Linked DNA regions of Capra hircus: region 1 is linked to region 2. Evidence: chromatin contacts called from public Hi-C data. All regions are on one chromosome and are shown on one strand. The core of a region is the stretch at or near the end of the contact, and the rest is flanking DNA. Distances in the headings are between cores, read along the strand shown. Region 1 overlaps CAMK2G (calcium/calmodulin-dependent protein kinase type II subunit gamma). Region 2 has its middle 11 kb from the start of CAMK2G.

Region 1 (7,915 bases), core at 5,293-7,792, 44 kb before region 2:
TTGCAACTCATTCCAGTATTCCTGCCTAGAGAATCCCCATGGGAAGAGGAGCCTGGAGGGCTACAGTCCATGGGGTCACAAAGAGGAGGACATGACCGAAGCAATGAAGCACAGCACACCCCATCACACCTGCTGAGAATATTTTCCCCAATCTCTTATTGGCCTTTGAATGGTCATGCCCTTCTTAAAAACTTGCATCTTAGTTTCTGGTCCCACCTCTATATTTAAAGTCTTTTCTCAAGCATAAAACTCATTTATGGAGCACTCGATCAGGGTCAGACCCTGGGCTAGGTTCCCCAAAGCAATTTAACTGCTGTTTCTGTTTGCCTAGCCTGCATTTCTGTGTTCCTGTAAGGACTGGCTTTGTTGTACACTTCTGTTCTTTGTCTACCTCTTTCTTCATTTCCTTTGCTGATTCTTCTTCCAGCCTCCTGTTTAACCCTGAAATTTTTGCCTTTTCTGGACTCTTTAAACCTTTGTGTGCTTTGGATTCATATGGAGGAATGGAATTAGTCAGAGTCTTCCTTCCACCCAAGGCTTCCTGAATCTGAAATCTGGGCTGGACCCTGACATCTGTGTCTTTTACCTAGCTCCTTAGGCTAGTCTTACATAGCTGTGCCTGAGGCCAGGAACTACAAAGTTCTGCTAGAAACCTATTCCTTAATGACACCTTTAACCTTCCTCTCACCATCTCAGCTGTCACTGCTTTATTTCAGGTCCTATTTTGTGCAACCACTCTTTGCTTCTGCCATACAAAAGCTAACAGAGTTCCCAGAATCATCATGTTGTTTCAAACTCATGTATCTTCACATGTGCTATTCCCTCTGCCTGGAATGTCTTTCTCTTCCCTCCCCTTAACTTGGCAAAATCCAACTAGTCCTTCAAACTCAGCTTCCTGTTCTGGCTCAGATGCTGGTCTCTCTGCTCCCCAGTGGCTATCCTGCATGCACCTCCCTCCTTGACCTTAACAGACCACACCAGAACTCAGGGTTTCCCTGTCTCTCTCCCACAGTGAACATTTTAAAGGATGGATCATGTTGCTGCCTTCCCAGCTCCTCAGACCCAGAACTGGCTGAGTAAATGGACTCATGAGATTCACGCATGTGAGTCCCCCTTTGCACATCCGGTGTTGACCTCCCTGGGCTATACCAGCAGCCTTAACGACCTCTCCACCCATTCCCTGGCGGTCTACTCATTGAGAATCTGCCTGCCAATGCGAGGGTCACAGGTTCACTCCCTGGTCCGGGAAGTTCCCACATGCCGGGGAGCCGCTAAGCCCCATGTGCCACAACTACTGAGCCAGTGTTTCAGAGCCCGCGGGCCACAACTACTGCGTCCCTGCGCTGTAGCTGCTGAAGCCAGTGCGCTTACAGCCTGGGTTCTGCAACAAGAGAAACACTGCGATAAGCTCGTGCACCATAACGAAGAGTAGCTCCTGGTAGCCACAACTAGAGAAAGCCTGTGCACAGCAATGAAGACCCAGCAGAACCAAAAATAAATAAATAAATCTTAAAAAAAAAAAAAGACCTCTCTACCCACATCTCTACCTGTCTCTGAGTCTCAATGTGGTTCAAAAGAAAATGTCTCTTCCCTCTAAAACATTCCTTCACTACTCCCCATTCCAGCAGAAATACCACCATTTCTTTTAACAGTCCTGAAACTTTGACATTACCTTTGATGGACCCTCTTTTAATCCCTGAATCCAATGAGAACATCCACTGTCATACCCCTTATCAGGGCTAACGTCTAATCCAAGCCTGGCACTCGTGGGTAGAGCTGGACCAATGACCCATAGGCAGCACCTATTCCAGCTGGTCGGTCTGTGCTCCTCTGGTTAGTTTGAATATTAACTCTGTATTTCTCATCATCTTCACTTCACCCTATACCCAGACTATAATAAGCCCTAGTTGATACTTCTGTGTCTAGCTCCTACTGTCAACTTAAAAAATGCACAGTGTGAGAATTGTGAATTAAGTATTATTTGGAGCAAAAATGAGGACGATAGCCCAGGCGACAGCACCTCAGATAACTCTGAGAAACTGCTCCAAAGAAGTAGAGGGGAAGGTCAGTATATGTGCGATTTCGGTAAAGAGGAAGTACATGCCATCAAACACATATATATATATTTTTTGCAGAAGGTTTCTGCTAGTCACGAGGAACACTTGTCACCATGAAAGATTTTAGTGGTTTTCTAGATATGGGAAGTTATAAGAATGAACTGGGCTCATAAAATTGGCTCCTGATTATATCTAACTATCTGAAGAGCTGTTCTGCCAGTTTCTACCAGAGCATAGAGTGCCTCGTTGCAGCTCTCCACCCTGAACTCCTTCCAGGGGGTGTTGAAAATTAGTAGCTGTAGCAGCATATGATTTAATCCTTGTAGAGGTAGATGCTAAGTACCAATGGCAAGTGCCAATTTGTGGTTGACACTACCATCCTCTATTTACCCTTACACACTCAGCCAAGTCTTTCGAAAACATCACTCTTAACCTTCCCTGCTCAGCGGCCTACGGTGTTTCCTGTGGTCTAACACACAAACCTCCAATTTCTCTGCCCAACCAGACCAATCCAGCTGTGTTTTCTGTATCCCTTTACCATATATTCCATGTTTCAGTTGAGCAGAGAACATCAACATGTATAATAGAACCTATAAAAATACTTTTTGTTGTTTTTAAGTTACAGAAGTAATATATTCCCATTTTAAAGAAACATGTGTACAAGTTAAAAAAAATAAATAATGGTGTGTCTCCCCATCCTACCCTTGCCTCCAATTCCATTTTCTAAAGGCAATCACTGACTTGGGTCCAATCTCCCTACATCCTGTAGCTTTCTCCAGTAAGTTTCTTCCCAGAAGCTTCTTGGACTGAACCATCCCTTGTAGGGTCCATGTACCATTCAGTGCTTAGCTGATCCCAGCTGTGTCCACTTTCCTTTTCAATTAACCTTGCAACCTCTTGAGACTGAATGCGATCTGCATCTCCTCTTTATACCTCTTATGTGCCCCTGGCACTGAGCCTCTGATAGGTATTTAATAAACACTTTGTGAAGACAGATTCTAGCTTCTTCTCCAGAAAGACACATGCAAAATCTCTAAATAAACTGACCACCTTGGTAAAGAATCCACCTGCCAATGCAAGGGACACAGGTTCAATCTCTGGGTCGGGCAGATCTTCTGGAGGAGGAAATGGCAACTCGCTCTAGTTTTCTTGCCAGGATAACCTATGGACAGAGGAGCCTGGCAGCTATAGTCCCTGGGGTCACAGAGAGTTGGACACGACTAAGCAACTAAGTACACACACACACACCTTTTCCCTAACTAGGCTCCACCATCTAGTCCACAACCCTGAAACTGAGGGGCTGCCAATCAACCCCAGCTCTATGTCAGCAGGTGTGTGTGGAGCCCAAGCTCCCCTCCTTAGGGCAGAAGTACACGGAAGCAGGCATGCAAAGAATGAGAGAGAAAGGAAGGGATGGGGGCAGGGAAAGGGGCACAGCTCTATCTCAGTGGGGAACATAAGACCCCAGGGAAAAGTCTAATTTAAACTTACGTCTTAATTTAAAGGTTTGCATGATAATGGTTTGAAATTCTCTGCCATATAAGTTGGTAGGTTTCAAGATAGCATGAACTCCTATCTATCTCCCCAGCCCAGGGCGCTTTATGGCCCCAAAGCATCTAAGAATACCTTGAGCTTTGTGTGGACCCCTCTACCTTGGCCAAGCAGCCACCCTCACTGAGACTTCCTGTTTATGGGGCCTGGTCCCTCCTCTTGCCTTGATCCCCCAGAAAAGTTTCCCTCACCAAATGAAGATGAGCTGTGATAACCAAGTCCCTTGCCTGTTTCTAAGGCACCTATGCCTTGAGACAGTTCAAGAAGCTTTCCCTCAACGGTATCTGAGCTGAGTTCTGGAAGTGCTTTGGAGATCAGAAAAAAGAGAAAAAGGATAGTAGCTTCAGGTGCCAAGCCTTGTGCCCTGAGTCAACCAGGCAAACTTTGTTTTCCTTTGATTAAATGGGTTTCTACTTTTAAAAGAAAATAAGATTAACCAATAACCTAAAAAACCCAGAGAGTCAAGCCCTGGAGATAAAACCTGTGTCTGGAAGTCAAGTTCAGGATTCAGTCCTAGCAAACTATAGTTTGAATCACCTCCCCTGAGTCTTTCCAATCAAGCTAGGGTCAGGTGAAGCACGTATCCCTCTGCCCTCCCAGGCCAGTGGAACCTGCTGTTCTGAGCACAGAGGTTTCTGGCTTAAAGCAAAAAGCAAGGATAGGGAGGTTCTTGGGGAAAGGGGAGACAAAGTGCCAAGGAGTCCCAGGAGTGACTTTTCAGGGAGAGGGGCCACACTTGGGCTGCAGGAGTGGAGACACCTACCTTGACACCGCCGTCCGACTTCTTGTTCAATAGGCTTTTGGCAGCTGTGAAAACAAAGAGAAAAATCAAGTCTCCTGCATTGTACCCTCTCTTCAACCTGAAGTCTGGCAGCTGGATCCGCAAGAGACTGACATGTTTGACAAAGGGGCCAAGAGTCTCCTGAAACCCCTAAATGAGGCCCTTCCTGAGGCCCCAAAGCAAGAAGGGCATCTCAGGCAGCGTCAGATCCGCAGGGTGGCACCCCAGGATCTCCTCTGCCATGGAAGAGGACTCAGCAGAAACAAGGACACTCCGGGCTTGGGAGAAAACCACAGTCAACACTGGGGCTGCCTGGGCGATTGGGAACTCTGCCTTCAACAGCTTCCACCTAGGCCTGGAAGCAGAGTGCCAGGGTGAAAGGTGAGGGCTCCACCCCTAGATGCCGTGGAAATTCTCAGGACGGCCAAGCTGCAAGGATGCAAGACATCTCCTGAGTGTTCTCAAGAAACAAGAGTGGCACAGTTCACGGAGGAGACCAGACGTGAAGACAGACAGACACAGACACAGAGACCAGGACCACCTACAGGAGGGTTTTGCCGGGGGGCTGAAGCCTTGACTGGGCAGGTCCTCAATGCCACCCTTTCCTCAGAGTCTAGTCTCTGGATCCACTGAGCAGAAAGGACTGGGCAGACAGACTCTAGCCAGGGACAGGCTGATGCTGATGAGCTCCACTAGGAAGGATGGCGATGTCTGTTGGCCACAAAGGCCACAGGAAGGTGGCAGGCAGTGGATGGGAGATTCCAGGGAGATGGAATCAGTCCAACTGTCTGTCCACCTTGACTCTGATGGGCTTGCATCTAGGGTCTACTGCTTGCTAGCTGTGTGAGTTACTTAATCTCTCTGAACCTGTTTCTTTATCTATAAAATGGGATCGTGGCATGAAAAGCACTTAGCAGAGTGCCTGGCACATAGCAAGCACTCAGCAAGTGGTAACAACTGTCACTACCGCTGCCATTCTTCCCTTCAGGTGGCCATTCCTACCCAATCTGGGTCTCCCGTGAGAATCACAACTCCTCTGACCTCCCAAAACAGACTTCGGTCCTATCTCCAGTTAATGCTGGGGTGATCTGAAAAAAAATTATTTTTAATGCGCTTACTACTATGCCTGACCAGCCACTGTGTTAAGTGCTTTACATACATCAAAGTTCTCAACTCTGATAGTACATCAGAATCACTTGGGAATTTGGGGGTGGGGGGAAAGCTTATACCTATCCCATGCCTTAGGGATTCTGATTTTATTTATCTGGGGTGGGGTCTCAGCCACAGGAATATATTTTTTGGACAAGTCTTCTCCTACAGGCAGCGTTGAGAGCCTTAGCCAAAAATGATTTTAATTGTTATATTATTAGCTCCATTGGAGAGATGAGGATACTAAGGATGGGAGAGCTGCTGTGACTTGCTCAGGGTGAGGCAAGGCTAGGATCCAAAACCAGGGACGGCTGTCTGCACAGCTTCTGCACTCTATTGCCTTCCAGACCCAGAGGCTTGCAAGGCCAGACCTCATAATTTTGAGGGGCGTGGCTGCCCCAGCGGCGGGGCGGGGCCTACCAGTGCGGCTGAAGCCTAGTCCTGGCCCCCAGCGCAGGTCCCGGCCAGGCCAGGGTTGTCTCGGGTCGCCTTGGCCGCAGCCCTCACAGGTAGGCCAGGCTGTCAGGCGGGCGGCGCGTTGGGAGGAAAGCCTCCTGCTGCCCAGCTCCACGTCCCCAGGCTATTGCCTCCTGAGAGTTGGCAAGCGCCCAGCATGCACGGCTGGTTAGGGGGCTCCGTAACACCGAGGCGCTCGCAGATGCCAAGTTAGGTGGTCCGTCCGGCATGCCCATCTCAGCCCGCAAGCATGGGACTCGCCTCCCTGGTGAGCGGGCCTGGCATGCTGGCCCTCCTGGTGGGGTGGCAGGGAGCCGAGGCAGGCGGTCGGGGAGGACTCATGCCACGTACCTTGCCCGGCCAGGCCGGCGGCGCTCGCGGCAGGCGAGGCGGGGGCGGAGCTCTGCCTGCCAACTGAGGGGATACAGTCTCTCAGTGCACAGAGCTGCCGCAAAGCCACGGGGGCCAGTCAGCAGCGAGCATGCCCCAGCGCGAGGCGCAGGAACCCGCTGCCGCCGCGCACAGCAGGATCCGGGCGGCGTGGCCAAGCCGGCCGAGCTGGGGGAGCGGAGGCGCCGGGGGCAGGCTGGTGAGCAGGTGCAGCCAGCCCTGCAGCAGTCTGGGGACCTGAGAGGGCCAGGCTCGGGCAGGTCGTGGGGAAATCCCAGGGCTCCACCTGTCCCATGACCACCTCGGGTGGAAGGTCTGCAGGCCCAAACCTGACCTGGAGAGAGGTGGCTGTCCTTTCCAAGGCAGCCCTGCCCCAGCTTAAGGCTGGGAGGAGTCGGAATCTCATCTGCAGACCTTCCTCTCGAGGGGACCTAAAGGAGGGCATTTCCAGATGGCAGCCCTTTCCTTCGCCCACCTGGGGCCCGGGGAGGGTCTGTGGCCCTAGTTCACAGCCCTCAGCTTCTCAGAGACACAGGTCACTTTCCCTCTTCAAGGCAGGTGGCCAGGAAAGGCTTTATTCACAGTGTTCCAAAGGTGGAGATGCCCAAAAAATGAGCCCCCAGAAAGAAAATCAAGGCTGCTAAAGCAATACATTCTAGAAGCCCCTATTTCACCATTGGCCAGCCTGCTCCAATCCAGGGATAAGCTGAACTTTCTACCTGGGATCAACTCAGCAAACAGTCTCACTTGTTCCTGAAGGAGCACACCAAGTGCCCTTTCTTCTTGATTATACCTGTACACACCTCTTTCTACAGAAGCTTCTGGAGACAGGCTGTCTTCACCTGTCCCAGAGTCAGGGCAGAAGAGGTTATCCTGGAATGCTTGCAACATTTTTTTTTTTTTTTGGTCTCTTGAGCCAGGGCAAAGTGAGTATGAAGGCCAGACAGAGTCTGAGCAGCAAGGACAGGAGGCTCTTTAGGGACCAGGGAAGGTGCTGTGTCCTAACAGAGACCGAGTTCCTGAAACTAGGACACCAATTTCCTGAAATGGACAAGAAGCTGACGCGGAGGCTGTCTCATGGCCGGGCACATGCTATCGATTTCCTAGCAGCCTGTTTCACGTCTCTTCTACTCAGAGAGAACAGATCACCCCACTCTAGGGTGGGCACAGAACTGCCCTTGAGCATCCTCTCAAAGGGCTTTCTTAAACCCAGAACAAAGACTCTGTAAGCAGAAGTAGCCGACCAGAGGCCCAAGGGGGGCAACAGCTCCACCTCTGCTGGAGGTGGCTCACTGCGCCCTCCTATCCCCATCTGCAAGGCGAATCCAACACACAGCCTTTCCTTCATGGGTGCCCACAACACAAGACTGAGCCCCAGCCAGGGCCACAGGTCCCTCTGAGGAGGACAGTCTCCCAGCTCACTGTCTAGTCCTGACCTTCCGGGGCCCTGTGGCTCACAGTCTAGAGTTCATGAAACCCCAGAGGCAAGGCTGGAGGTTACCAGGAACTACTAGAGCCAGGCCTATGGACT
Region 2 (7,027 bases), core at 4,378-6,877:
CCTAAATGACGATAAGGAGCTGGTCACTTCAAGATCTGGGACAAGACCATTCCTGGGGGAAGAAAGAGCAGTGATAGCCTGAGAAAAAATATTCAAGGGGCGGGAAGAAGGCTGGTATGGTGGGAGCAGAGCGGGCAAGTGGAGAAGAAGGAGGAAACTAGGACCCAGAGCCTTGTCAAAGCCCGCTATCTAGTACAACTGCCCTAGTGCTCCTTCCACAAGGACGGCTGCCTCTGTGCTCACAGAGGCACAAGACCCCAAACCCCAACTCAGTGTGAGAGGATCCCTTGATCAGAGATGGACATAAATCTGGGTCTGAAGCTGGAAATGATATTCCTTGCATACCATAAAGAAGGGTGGTGAGATGAGCCCAGGATGACCTCTCAGCACTCTAGGGCTTCTGGGAGTGATGTGCAGAGGGGTTCTTGCAGAAATAACCAGTGTTGTTACTCTGCTTCTTACAAACCCATCTACTGACCCCAAATTCTGGTGAAGGATAGTACAGCAAATATTTCAGGATGCCAAGCAAGGAGAACAGGCAACTCATGCTCAGAATATCCGAACTTCTTAATGGCTCTCAGGGAATGGTTTTTAAAGGCAACATTAGGGGTGAGGATTGCAGGGTGTGTGATCAGCTCAACAACTTTGTTCTGTTTGGTTGGTGGTAAGGTAACAAAGGCAATGGAACCCCACTCCAGTACTCTTGCCTGGAAAATCCCATGGATGGTGGAGCCCGGTAGGCTGCAATCCATGGGATCACTAAGAGTTGGACACGACTGAGCGACTTCACTTTGACTTTTCACTTTTATGCATTGGAGAAGGAAATGGCAACCCACTCCAGTGTTCTTGCCTGGAGAATCCCAGGGACGGGGGGGCCTGGTGGGCTGCCGTCTATGGGGTCGCACAGAGTTGGACATGACTGAAGGGACTTAGCAGCAGCAGCAGCAAGGTAACAGATCATTTGAGTTAAATTCACCCATTCCAGTCCATTTTAGTTTGCTGATTCCTAGAATGTCGACATTCACTCTTGCCATCTCCTGTTTGACCACTTCCAATTTGCCTTAATTCATGGACCTAACATTCTAGGTTCCTGTGCAATATTGCTCTTTACAGCATCGGACCTTGCTTCTATCACTAGTCACATCCACAACTGGGTATTGTTCCTTTGGCTCCATCCCTTCAGTCTTTCTGGAATTATTTCTCCACTGATCTCCAGTAGCATATTGGGCACCTACTGACCTGGGGAGTTCCTCTTTAAGTATCCTATCATTTTGCCTTTTCATACTGTTCATGGGGTTCTTAAGGCAAGAATACTGAAGTGGTTTGCCATTCCCTTCTCCAGTGGACCACATTCTGTCAGACCTCTCCACCATGACCCACCCATCTTGGGTGGCCCCACAGGGCATGGCTTAGTTTCATTGAGTTAGACAAGGCTGTGGTCCTAGTGTGATTAGACTGACTAGTTTTCTGTGAGTATGGTTTCAGTGTGTCTGCCCTCTGATGCCCTCTTGCAACACCTACCATCTTACTTGGGTTTCTCTTACCTTGGACGTGGGGTATCTCTTCACAGCTGCTCCAGCAAAGCACAGCTGCTGCTCCTTACCTTGGACAAGGGATATCTCCTCACCACCACCCCTCCTGATCTTGAACGTAGAGTAGCTCCTCTCGGCCCTCCTGTGCCCATGTAGCCACCGCTCCTTGGACGTGGGGTTGCTCCTCTCAGCCACCGCCCCTGACCTCGAAGGAAAGTTATGACCAACATAGATAGATAGCATATTCAAAAGCAGAGACATTACTTTGCCAACAAAGGTCCATCTAGACAAGGCCATGGTTTTTCCAGTAGTCATGTATGGATGTGAGAGTTGGGCTGTGAAGAAAGCTGAGTGCCAAAGAATTGATGCTTTTGAACTGTGGTGCTGGAGAAGACTGTTGAGAGTCCCATGGACTGCAAGGAGATCCAACCAGTCCATTCTGAAGGAGATCAGCCCTGGGTGTTCTTTGGAAAGAATGATGCTAAAGCTGAAACTCCAGTACGTTGGCCACCTCATGCGAAGAGCTGACTCACTGGAAAAGACTCTGATGCTGGGAGGGATTGAGGGCAGGAGGAGAAGGGGATGACAGAGGATGAGATGGCTGGATGGCATCACCGACTCAATGGACGTGAGTTTGAGTGAACTCCGGGAGTTGGTGATGGAAGGGAGGCCTGGCGTACTGCAATTCATGGGGTCACAAAGAGTCGAACACGACTGAATGACTGAACTGAAGGTAACAGGGTGATGTTTTGGGAATCTCTGTCATTAACTTTCTGGTTCCAACCAGTCTGGGGTCTAGAGCTTGTGGTCAGAGTATAGTCACCATCCTCCACCTGGGTCAGGGTGGGGGATAGTTTCTGCAGAACAAGTCAAAGATATGCATCAGATGGTTATCTGTATCTCTTCTGGAGGATCCAGGAGTCCTGTGATTATTCTAATCATTAACTGCTCGAATCTGCTCTTTGAAATTCCAGGAAGGCCTAGGAGACTAAAGCTTTTTCTATAAACAAGAAATGGGTAGACACAGAGAGTCTCTTGTACCCAGGAAGGCTCCAGAATCTTGTTCAGTTTCAACATCCCCTCAGTCCATTTAGATAACCATCTCCCCAGTATGGGTAAGCTTCAGTCCTAACTCTTCTAAGGGATAGAAAGATGGGCCAGAAATAGTTCATGCCTTAAAGGAGCTTTATTCACTGGGGACAAGAAGATAGGCATGGTAATAAAAGGACAATATGAAAGATTAGTACCCCAGTACAAAGGGCTGCCTGAATCACATTTCCCCTCCTCTGCCTATCCTCCATTTCTCTGCTCAGTTGTCACTTTCTCAGAGAGGTTTTCCCTGGCCTCTTGACCAGATCAAATCCCTATCATGACAGCCCCTCAAAGTCCACACACCCCTCCTTCAAAGAACTTGTCCCAAGTGTGATCTCACATTTGTCGGTATGATTATACCTCTTTTGTGTAGGATGTTTATGTTCATCTTGGTATCCTCCATGTCTAAAGCGCCTGGGATGTAGTAGGTACTCAGTAAATGCAAAGAAGATAAAAGCAAAGTGCTATGGGACTTTGGGGCTTCCCAGGTGGTGCTAGTGGTAAAGAAACCCCCTACCAATGCAGGTGATGTAAGAGGCGTGGGTTCAATCCCTGGGTGGGTAAGATCCCCTGGAGGAGGTCATGGCAACCCACTCCAGTATTCTTGCCTGGAGAATCCCATTGACAGTGGAGCCTGGAGGGCTCCATTGGGTCACAAAGAGTCAAAAATGACTGAAGCTCGCATGCATGCATGGGATTTTTAAAGGGGGAATAATCAGATCAGTTGGAATAATCAGAAAAGACTTAATGGAAGAGAAAGAAGAAGGGAAAGGATGTTGGCAGATAGGGGTGGAGATGGGAGAGCATTGCTGGCAGGGAAGAGAATGCAGGAAGTTCCATGGTGGCCTAAACGTTAGTTTTCTGGCTTTCACTGCCACGGCCCGGCTTCAAGGGTTCAATCCGTGGTCAGCGAACTGAGGAGAAAAAAAGAAGTGAATTTGAATCAGGTCTTGAGATACGGAGGGCCTGGCAGATGTTTGGGCGACTGTGTGGTCAGGGGAGGGCATGAAAAGGAGAGGAACAGGAACCAGCCAGATGAAAATAGTGTCTGGCTGGGGATATGCTTACAGGTCAGGCAGGGATGGCCTCAGGAAGGACCAAGGTCCAACTTTCTGGACTCCAGAGCAGGTCCCAAGGCTCTTAGATCCCAGTCCTGAGTTACAGATGATCACACATCAGATATTCCCACTTGAATGTCCTGCTGGACCCCAAAATACAACAAGGATGGTTGGTCTATGGTTCTGATATGGTCCATTTTCTTGGTAGTGGTGCCATTTTGTGTACTCTTGACCATGAGTCTAAGGATGGAGAACCTGGCGATCCTGGGGGCAGAGAGGTGTGGAAGTTGGACCTCTACCCCAAAAAGGCAGTGATTCTGCTTGTCCACTAGAGGCCGCGGTAGGCCTGGTTTTTAGAGAGCCAGCAGGGCTGTGGCTTGCTCAGTCGACCCCACCCGTAGGAGTCATTTCCAACAACAAGTCTGTTCTAGAATCCAAGGCCGCAGAGAGGGCCTATCAGTGTCTCTGGCTTCAGTTTCTTCTGATAGGTCATCAGATTCCCAGACCTGGGACAAGTTAGCTCCAGAAAAAGTTGCTGATGGCAGCTAGATAGCAGGCGAAGCAACAAGTAGTTCTAGATGCCCCTGAATTAGCCAAATCAAGAAATGTATATGGAGCAACCTACTGAGTTCCTGCCCGGTACCATGCAGTGTCCCAGACTCCGGATCTACCTCGGTGAACGAGACAGACTCTGTTCCTGCCCTCCCTGCTCTTATGATCTAAGGAGACAATTAAACATAAAATCTAAAAATAAGCTGCGAACATGGTTTAAATTCCAGGATTAGTTTTCCTTGTGTCTTCAGTTCACTGTGGATCAACCTATGTGATATCTACCTAATCCAGAGAAAGGAAATAAAGGCAAGAAACAGAGAAAAGAACCTTTGCCTGTATTTGGAGAATTGCTGCAGGGCCCCCGAAGGGTTCCCAGTGGCTTCTAGCACATCTGAGGGTGTCTGGGGGCAAGGAAGTTCCAGGGCACATCACCACAGCCTTTCTGGTCTCCTTTCTCCAAGCAGCCTAGGAGCTTTGCTTGGGAAGGGAAGTAGATTCCCCAGATTTTGGAGTGTGACCCAGACTTCTGGCTTTCTCATTGCTTTCTCTTTACCTCTTTCTTTTCTTTGTTCCTGGTCCTCAGGTTATCAGCAAATCAGTATATTTACCAGATGAATAATATGTTCAGGGCACATTTTTTGTTGTTGTTTTTTTTTAAACCAGGAAACATGAGATTAAGGAAATTGCAACAGAGTTAAGTAGATAGAGAGACGGGTAGAGATAGACACCCAGGCAATGCAGCATTTTGATAAGGGCAAATTGGTAGCTGCAGGCAGTCATTGTCAGGGTTGATCCCTGGTGGTGGGGGAGTTTTCCTTCATGGACAAAGTGACCAGGCTAAGGATAAGCCCTCACTCTGCCCAGTGGTGAAGTTTCTCTGGAAAAGGCATCCTTAGAGAAGACGAAGAAGGGTGAAACATTCCCCACACTCCAGCTGTTCATTCCGCTGTGCATGGACAAGGGCTCAGAGGCCCATGTGCTCAACATTCCTGAGAAGCAGCTTCTGAGTCAGAGTCCCAGAAACAGCTGAGGCAGCTTCAGGCTGGAGTCTTGGCTCTCTTTTCCCCTTTTCTGTCCAAAAGCAACTCCCTCCCTAGCTATTTGGATGTGACCAGAAACCCAAGCAGGGATCTGGTTAGAAGCCTGGCACAGCCAGTCTGTAAAATGCATTTGGTCCCCACATCCCCTCCTGGGCTGCGGCCCTCAGGTTAAGGCAAGTTCCCAATGCCACCTATGCCAGGAAATCCAGGGATGAGGGAGACTCATCCTTTGCCTATAAGTTGCAGCTCCCAATCCGGCCATTGTTGGACTGCCCTCCAGAAGGGGGGCCTTAACTGGGAACTGGCTTAAGACAGCAGCGTTCCCTGGGGCAATCTGCCAGTGCCTCCTCACTGCCTGGGCATGGGGCCCAAGACATGCCAGGGCGATGCCAGAGAGCTGACTCAGTGGGGCGGCATGAGGGGAGAGAAAAACCCTTTGACCCCGACACCTAAGAGAGACGATGGAGCTGCCCTGATGCCTGTTGTGACCACCCTGTAGTGCCAGACCACCCACAAGATGTGGGGCAGGTCCATCCCTCAGCCACTGATGCACTAAGCCCCACATTTCCTGGGGCCACCAACAGAAGGCCAAGGTTCCCCTTCTCTCTCTATACTCCTCTCTCTCTATAAAGACCTCTAGATGTACAGGTCTAGGTTCCCAAACTCCCTTCTGCAACTGATTCAGGCAACTCATTGTCACTTTGTTGACGATGACCTTGGGCATGTCACTTACTTTGGTGAATCCTAGACTCCTTTTATTTAAGGTGGGACAAATCATACCTGCTGCCTCATGGGACTGCAGTAAGGATGAAATGAGATCACATCCGTGAAGGTAACATAAACTGGGAAGCACATTTATAGCGTATTATTGGTGTCATGGTTATTCCTGTGTTGGTCATTGTAGCCACTAGGCCCTGAATCTGAGAGTCTTCCTCTTTGCTCTTTTGTTGGACAAGTTGCTCAGAAGCCAGTGCTGACACCTAACTGAGTCCTGAGCCCAAGAAGCATTGAGCTCTTCTGCCTGGCTCTAGGTTGCCAGCTCAGGGATGCAGCTCCCACTACCCCAGCTCTGTTAAACCGGTTCTTTCCCTTCTAATCAGACTCCCTCAGTCCACTTTGCTTGCAGTGATGACAAAAGAACTTAAAATAGCACAGGTTCTGCAAACACTGCTGGAGACGGCTTGGCGTAAGGTGGTGCCTGTCACCCGTGGACCTGTCTGGGCATCTCAGCCAGGCAGAGCCCTCTGCCCTCCGGGGCCTGGTGTGTCTTCCTCTGTACAGCACCAGGATGACAGTGCCTCCAGTCAGCACTTTGGGTGCCTGAGCTGGATGACTACCAGCAAGCTGGCTTGGTGAGAAGTGCCAAAAGAAGGGGCTCTCGGCTTCCTGCATCAGCTCCTCACACACAGTCGCAGGACCTCTCCTTGCACCAGGGGGCCAGGTGAGCTGGACCAAGATGGTGCAGAGCAGCAGCTGTCTCGTGGCTCTGGGGTGGATTGCTGACTGGGAACCAGGAGAGTGTGATTCTGAGGACCCTGGAGCTGGCAGGCTCGGGCTTGTCACTCTTGCTGCAGAACCAGTTTGGTGTAGGCGGCTGCTGGGCCTGCTGTGCAGCTCTGAGACTTCCCATGGGGCCTTCATGTGATTTACCCTGGTGGGAGTGGTGGCTGCCGGCACATTCAAATGAGGAAGCACACTTCAGGGAGCTGTGGGCAGGAGCTGCCATTCCAGCTGCCGCAGCACTGCCCAACCC

The links. A called contact is a pair of places that touch in the nucleus more often than the background predicts.
Region 1: a Hi-C map of blood shows a contact between it and region 2, with 2.9 times the contacts expected there. The contact joins two enhancer-like sites. A contact is called at or near these places in 2 of 5 Hi-C or Micro-C datasets (both in blood).

What each region holds. Positions count from the first base shown.
Region 1 is chr28:15,905,303-15,913,217 of ARS1.2, reverse strand. CAMK2G (calcium/calmodulin-dependent protein kinase type II subunit gamma) reads right to left here. Exons shown (of 23, transcript XR_001917399.1): 13 at 6,346-6,408; 14 at 4,372-4,415. Among named protein-coding and RNA genes, the nearest start is that of NDST2, 22 kb to the left of the region's middle. Within about 2 kb of position 6,542, at least 1 of the 5 cell types and tissues checked has an H3K27ac peak or open chromatin away from gene starts, as enhancers often do.
Region 2 is chr28:15,861,266-15,868,292 of ARS1.2, reverse strand. No RefSeq gene overlaps it. Among named protein-coding and RNA genes, the nearest start is that of CAMK2G, 11 kb to the left of the region's middle. Within about 2 kb of position 5,627, at least 5 of the 5 cell types and tissues checked have an H3K27ac peak or open chromatin away from gene starts, as enhancers often do.